2 separate regions of the Mus musculus genome follow, and region 2 is linked to region 1. A link is a contact called in public HiChIP or PLAC-seq data. All regions are on one chromosome and are shown on one strand. The core of a region is the stretch at or near the end of the contact, and the rest is flanking DNA. Distances in the headings are between cores, read along the strand shown. Region 1 holds the start of 5730409E04Rik (RIKEN cDNA 5730409E04Rik gene). Region 2 overlaps Psmb2 (proteasome (prosome, macropain) subunit, beta type 2).

Region 1 (3,450 bases), core at 163-2,662:
GGGCTCACTCACAGTGCCATCGCTAGCTCAACGGCAGCTAGGTCAAAGGCACCTGAGTCCAGCTGGGTGGCCACTCAGAAAATCTGCATCCCTGGAGCTCCCAACACAACTAGCAGGCAGTGTCACTGAAGAGTCTCTGTTGTCCCAGCAACCCCTTACATCACCCACTACCTTGAAGAGGGCCTTCTAGAATCTTCCGAATCTCACGTCTGCCCCCCTCTTCAGTTTACAGCAAACAGCTACACAGTAGCAGTGAATGATCAGAATCCAGGGGTACCTCATTGTGTTAGTGTATTAATTCAAGAATCTTTTGATTATCAGTGAGATAAATTCCACTCAGGTTGGGTATGGCAAGATATGAACTTCATGGGAAGGCATCAAAACTAGAAACCCAGGAAGCAGAAGCTGGGATGTTAGTCAGCCATTTGTCTTTGAGCTCCTGTGTGTCAGTATCATTTTTTCTCCTAGTACATAGACTTGGCTTCTTCCACTTGACAGGAAATATGATTGCTGCAGCCATAGTTTGAACTGTGACTTACCTGGAATGGGGCTCCTTCTTAGTTATATACACAGAGAGAGAAATGGGGGGGGGGGAGGAGAGGGAGAAACACATATACATAAATAAAAAATAAAATCTTAAAGAAAGCTGGCTGGTGGTGATGGGACATGCCTTTAATCCCAGCACTTGGGAGGCAGAAGCAGGCAGATCTCCCTGTGCAACTGGAAACCAGCCTGGTCTACATAGTGCTTTCCAGGGTAGCCAGGGCTACATAATGAGTCTCTGTTTCAAAACAACAAACAATAAAATCCTCATAGCATTTAATCAAATAGGTACAGTACAGTGAAGGGGTCTTTTTAAAAAACAGATCTAGGGGCTGGTGAGATGGCTCAGTGGGTAAGAGCACCCGACTGCTCTTCCGAAGGTCCAAAGTTCAAATCCCAGCAACCACATGGTGGCTCACAACCACCCGTAATGAGATCTGATGTCCTCTTCTGGAGTGTCTGAAGACAGCTACAGTGTACTTACATATAATAAATAAATAATAAGTAAAAAACAGATCTAGAAGCCAGAAAGGTGCTCAAAGATCCTAAAATAGAGTAAGTGGGGATGAACTGAAAATTCTCGGCAGAAAAGGTGCCGAGCTGGAGCACAGAAAGGACCACAGCGGGTCCAGACCCGCACCACGGCCTCGCCAATTGCCGAGCCCCTGGGAAACCCAGGAAGGAGGCATTTCGTCGCCATGTCTGCAGCAAGGAGAACCAATGGATCCGTGGCGCCTCGCCAGGGTGGTTAGGAGATGACACCGGACCTACAAGGCTCTCGGGTCAAGCTGCGGGAGGAGGCAGTTCCTGCGCGGAGAACCGAACCGGCCCACGTGGGTCAGACCGCTCCGCCCAGCCGCGCAGACGCTGCTGGACTCCGCAGCCCGGGCTGGGGCTAGGGCCGCTGTGCCTGGACCAAGCAGCCGCGTCACCACGCGTGCACGCGCAGGTCCAGGAATCCCCCACCCTGCAGCGAGCAGGACCCGAGGGACCGTAGCAAGCCCCGCAGGAGCGGGCGCCTCTAGGCCGTGAGTCCGGGCCCTGATGGAGGGCTTGGGGCCCAGCCGCCGGAAAGCGGGTTAGGGAGCTGCCTCTGCAGAGATTAGGGTCGCAGAGCTCGGACCACTGCCAAGTCCGCCAATCCCCGTGCTACAGCCGCTCCCATGCCCCCATACTGTGGGTTAACTTGGGAAAATCCTGATCTTAGGATGTCTGCACTCATTTCACTGACTTTTTGAACCTGGATCCTTAGCCCCGCCCCACCCCAGCTTCCTTTGTGGCCAGATTTAGGACAAATTTTAAGAGAGGGAGAGGGAAAGAGAGTTGGAGGGGTGGGGTGGTGGTGGTGGTGGTGGTGGTGGTGGTGGTGGTGGTGGTGGTGGTGGTGGTGGTGGTGTCTTCAGGCCTTTTCTCACAAGCCAAAGGAGTGAAACATCTGTCCCAACCTCAGTCTCTCTTCATGACTTCTGCCCATTGCTGGGTGTGGGGAGGGTCGCTGCCACCCTATAGGGGAACCTTCTTAGTAGCTGCTTGATTGACTTAATAGTATGTCTCACTCACGAGGCCTCAGTTCTTCAAGTCATACAAATGTGGTCAGTAGCCGGGCATGGTGGCGCACGCCTTTGATCCCAGCACTCGGAAGGCAGAAGCAGGTGGATTTCTGAGTTTTCCAGACAGGGTTTCTCTGTGTAGCTCTTGCTATCCTGGAACTCGCTCTGTAGACCAGGGTGGTCTCAATCTCATGAGATCCGCCTGCCTCTGCCTCCCAAGCGCTGAGATTAAAGGCGTGCGCCGCCACCACTTAGCTTTTGTTCCTATTTCATAACTGTAATTTTGCTACTGTTATGAGACATCATGGAAATGTTTGTGGTTTTCTGTGGACTTATGAAATATACCTGTCTATATCTATACATCTGTATAGATGTAGACATATGTTCCTTTTACAAGTATTATTTGTTATTTAACAGGACATCTTTTTTAAAAAAAAATATTAGCATATCTGTGTGTGTGCATGTGTATGTATGCATGCATGCATGTGGGTGAACAGAGAGGCTGGGGGGTGGGGGCTGGTGTGAAGCCAGCGATGCCTACAGTTGTAAACCATCTGACTTGGGAACATGGGTCCTCTGGAAGAGCAACCAGTGCTCTTAACTGCTGAGCCATATCTCCAGCTCCTAAATTTATATTTTTAATTGAACGAGGGTCAGTGGAAAGGCTGTGGCAATCACCCAGGTCAAAATGACCAGGGCCAAAGGAGAGTTTGTCAAAATGTGGACAGTGAGGTGGGCATGGGAGGAGGGTCAGTAATCCAGGGTGCTCCTAGGCATGGCTAGATAGACTTGTCTTCAGATGGCAGAGCTGTCCTGCCCAAGGACCCTGGAAGGAGAGCTGTCAGGATGTGTAGATCTGAAGAACTGGTGGTAGGTCATAGGGTTGAGTAGGGGTTGAATCTGGGCTGGACACAGATCTGAGAGTCACCTACACAGGATGGTTCTTGAAGCTATAACAGGATGAAGTGACCTTGGGAGAAGTTTGTAGAGTGAAGAGATGGTGAGCCTTAGAGGGAAAACCCTGGGAGGGAGACAGACCAAATAATCAGAGAGAAGGGAGGGACACCATTGCAAGGTTCTTGGGCTCTAGGTTGCCATTCTATCCTGTCCTGCTCTGTCTCATTCTCCTTCTCCTTCCCAGTCCAGATGTTCGCTGCCATCCAGCCAGGACTAGCAGAGGGGGCCCAGTACCCAGGGAGCCTGCCTCCTGGAGTATGCCAACCAGACCTCCAACCAGACAATAACTCCAACTTTGTGGAGAGTGCTAAGGATGCCAATAAGAACTGGCATGGTGTGCCAGGCAAAGTGGATCCTATTCTGATAAGGAGCTCCTCTGAGTCACCCTCTGATAACCAGG
Region 2 (3,930 bases), core at 492-2,991, 93 kb after region 1:
ATTTAAAATGGCCTGGATCTCTTCACTTGGTAAATAAGCTCATGTCTGACCACACCCCCACACACCTCAACACATGCACCTGGAATAAGGGGTTTGTTTGTTCTTTTGTTTTTTGTTTTTGGGGGGGGGTTTGGTTTGGTTTGGTTTGGTTTTGGGGTTTTTTGTTGTTGTTTTTGAAGACAGAGTTTCTCTGTGTATCCCTGGTTGTCCTGAAACTCACTCTGTAGATCAGACTGGCTTCAAATTCAAGAGATCTGCCTGCCTCCGCCTCCGCCTCCGCCTCTGCCTCCGAGTGCTGGGACTACAGGTGTAGAACACTACCTCCTGGCCCAGAGGCAAAATTTTTTAGTTGAGTATGATGATGCATGTCCATAATCCCCACACTGGAGAGATGAGACAATGTTTACAAGTTCAAGACCAGCCTAATCTACCGGGTGAGTTTCAGACCAGCCAGGGCTATATAATAAGATCCTCCTGTCTCTACCAGCTTCCCAAAAAGAGAAAGGCAGAATTGTTGCAATATCTTAGTCCAGAGGCTAAAAGCTATTTTTAAGTCCCCAGAATGATTTATTTGATTTTTTTTTCCTTTATATATTATACACAATTTTAAAACCAAACATGTTGGTATTTATAAACTGTTGGTGGTGATTCTCGGGCTATTATTAAGGAGTGTGGATTCATTTACAAGATGGACAGTTGAATATTTGCATTGTTTAAAATATATACAACATTCCATCTCAGCCTTGGCTATAGAACATGGCTAGTGGTCTAATGCACAGGTCTTTACTGGCAGACAGACCTCTTAACTTTGTCTTATGTCTTTGACAGAATAGAGGTTACTTGCTAAATTGTTATTGGTGTTTGCACTTCTCAATAGTTAGGCTGATTCTTCCATGTGATACTGTGCACGGAAAAGTACATAAGCTAGAGAGTAATGCTTAGGATAGACACGTCTGCAAGAGACAGCATGGAAATGCTTAATATGTGTCGACTAGGTTTCCAAATAACAGGTCACATTTTTTTCTGGGGACCTAGGGGAGACTGACCATAACACTGTAAGTAAGATAACACTCTGTCTAATATCGCTGTCAACCTTAGGGCGTGGGTAAGGAATCCGAACGTAAAGGCTAAGAAACTTTGTGTTTGTTTGTTTTTTCATGACAAGGTTTCTCTGTGTAACTCTGGCTGTCCTGGAACTCACTCTGTAAACCAGGCTGGCCTCGAACTCATAGATCGTTTTCCTACCTCTGCCTCCCGAGTGCTGACCCTGAGGTGTGTACCACCACGGTCTGCTGAGACAATGAAACTTCATTTACTGCTTTACCTGCATGTTCCAGGTAACGTGCTGGGCACTTTGAGGAAACATCTCTCTGAATCCTTTTATAAAGATACATCCTGGAAGGAATTTACCTTGTGCCAGGAGTGCTTGGGCTTCCTAATTACTTTTAATTTCATCGATTAGTTTATTTCCTTGATAGTAATATCTACCACTTATCAGGCCTGTCCCTGTGCTTTAGATACTTGTCAAGCATTATCTCTGACCCTTCACTGCAGCCCTTTTGTACTAGGCCTTATTTTAGTTGAGCTTCTAGAATTCAGACTTTTCCTAAAGTAACATATTAATAGAACCAGAATTCAAACTCATGTCCAGGACTTTGTTACATGGCTTGTTCCTTCCTGAGTTGTTTTTATGCTATTAGTTTCCTCTTTATTTATTACATAATGTCTAACTTGCTTCCTAAGCTTTTTATCCTTAGCAACTCATGTCTGGAGGGAAGTTGGAAAGAGGCAACAGATCTGCTTGCTTATGGAGATGCAGACATTTGACTTGAACTTGAAACACTTCTCAGAAATGGGGCTTTGGGGACTGGAGCACTGTTTTTGGCAGAGGACCTGGTTCAGCTCCCAGCACCCACATGGCAGCTCACAACTGTAGCTCCACTTCCAATGGATCCAATACCCCTTCTGACCACTGAGGGCTCTTGTCTACATGTGCTGCACACACATACACTCAGACGTATACACATATATTTAAAATAAATATTTTTAAAAGAAAAAGTAGTGTCTATCACATCTTTGCTTTGATTTAGTTGTTAATGTTTGCTTGTAATATTAAGCATTAACCATACATAATAAATAAAGCGTGCGATGTTTTCTCTGGTGTATGAGGACTCACTCATTTAACAAATGTTTATTAGCTACAGGCTGTGTACCTGTCTGTCATTGAACAAGACAGAAGTACTCCTGCCTTCATAGAGTTTATAATACATAAAATATTTGTGAATAGGTGAATTGTATACTGTTTCACTCATCACACCACAAGAAGTCACGCTTGTGTAAGTTGTTGAATACAAGAACTATAGAAACTTAGAGCTATTAACTTTTGTGTAGAACCATTCAGAATAGCACACAAATGAATTACTTAGAATTGATCTAACTTCAGGAAAACAGTGACAACATACAAAAATTTGTTTGAAAGTTAAAGAAAAAACTAAGAAACTAGATAAGTCAAAAAGTCTTAGCTGGAGCTTTGTCAGAGTTTCTGAAAGTGCAGTTGTCACACAGATGTATTGACTTAATTAGTCGATAACACCGCTCAGTTATGCTTCAGCATCTCACACATGCACAAGTTGGTAACTCGAAGTCACACAATATTTGTGAGTTATCTTCTATACCACAAGTTTTAGTGTCTGACTACCAACTTCTCTGAGTGTATATAAGATGCTTAAGCATAAATAAATTATATTATGTAGCTCAAGTGAGAAACACAGTTGCTTCCGAACTTGTGTTTGCATGGGGTTTCTTATAAAATCTTCTGGTGATATGGATTCCTAATATACCATACAACTTTGTAAAACTGTTTTGGTTAATTGTCCTAAGGGTATTCTAGCTGCATGGAGTTGGGAAGAGTGAGCTATATATATACTTGGAGAAAAGATTAAACTTACTCTGTGATAGGTAAGAAGTTTATCATGCCAGGTGGCAGAAGCAGGCAGATCTTTGTGAGTTCAAGGCCAGCCTGGTCTACAGAATGTGTTCCAGGACAGCTAAAGCTACACAGAGAAACCCTGTCTGGGAACACCCCAAAAGAAAAAGAAAAGAAAGAAATTGTATCATACATGCTCTTGGAGAAGAATGCTAATTGAAGACACTTGGCTATTCTTTATCTCCCTATCCCCAATTTGTCTCCTAATTTTAACTATAAGAACATCACAATATTCTATGTCTGTGAGAATTTGTAGTACTGTTCTCACACTTTATATATGTTTTTATTTTTATCTTTAGCTAACTTAAGCAGAGCTTTTGTTGTTCAAAGTATGAGTTACATAGAAAGGTTAGGATGTAGCTAACATTCTAGAGATGTGGGTAACAGTTCCTGAGCACAGTCAAGTACAGCACACTGACTGGGAATGTGGTGGGCCAGTAGCTCTTCTCCCAGAACTCCTCACTATTAGTGGCTAAGTCTTATTTTTGTGAGCTGTCTACTATTTTATTCGATGGATAGGCACCTGTTTGGAAGTTGGAGCTCATGTAATTTTCAAGGGACATTAGCAACTTCCTACTTAGTAGAACAACTGGGCTAGTAGGATTCCAGTAGGGTTATTCATTTGCTCTACCACGAGTGTCTTCAAGCCACCAGGCGCCCTTATTGGTCAGTGTGCAAAGAATGTGTAGTGTCCCTTTTGGATCCATTGCTTGTTCCAAAATCATGTTTCATGGTATTTCATTTTATTGAACACAGGCATATGTATGGGGAGAGGCACAAACCACAGACAAGGCTTCATTGATGCCACTGAAGCAGACACACGAACAAACAAAAAGAAAACCCACAAAATGGGATTCCCACCACTAGTGCCTGGAGCGTAGACAGGGTGAATTTAATATGGCAAGTACTCAGCTGATACAGAAAAAGTAATCCTTTGGAAATGA

Evidence for each region. HiChIP or PLAC-seq counts read pairs in DNA pulled down with a chosen protein or histone mark.
Region 2: an H3K4me3 HiChIP or PLAC-seq map of bone marrow-derived macrophages shows a contact between it and region 1, with 3 times the contacts expected there. The contact joins the enhancer-like site here to the promoter of 5730409E04Rik in region 1. A contact is called at or near these places in 8 of 39 promoter capture datasets (cranial neural crest, embryonic stem cells, hematopoietic stem and progenitor cells and 5 more), 1 of 15 datasets of contacts at CTCF or cohesin (the NIH/3T3 cell line), 9 of 484 Hi-C or Micro-C datasets (the 63-12 cell line, the C2C12 cell line, the HPC-7 cell line and 6 more), 13 of 115 datasets of contacts at active chromatin or transcription factors (bone marrow-derived macrophages, craniofacial prominence, embryonic basal ganglia and 8 more) and 3 of 9 other capture datasets (adipose tissue, liver and pancreatic islet).

What each region holds. Positions count from the first base shown.
Region 1 is chr4:126,608,442-126,611,891 of GRCm38.p6, forward strand. It overlaps 5730409E04Rik (RIKEN cDNA 5730409E04Rik gene), which reads left to right and starts at 1,413. Exons shown (of 2, transcript NM_001145950.1): 1 at 1,413-1,571; 2 at 3,235-3,450. The coding sequence starts at 3,240.
Region 2 is chr4:126,700,945-126,704,874 of GRCm38.p6, forward strand. The region is part of intron 3 of Psmb2 (proteasome (prosome, macropain) subunit, beta type 2); the gene reads left to right. Among named protein-coding and RNA genes, the nearest start is that of Psmb2, 25 kb to the left of the region's middle. Within about 2 kb of position 1,742, at least 3 of the 459 cell types and tissues checked have an H3K27ac peak or open chromatin away from gene starts, as enhancers often do. A contact at or near this core is called in bone marrow-derived macrophages, where this site is marked.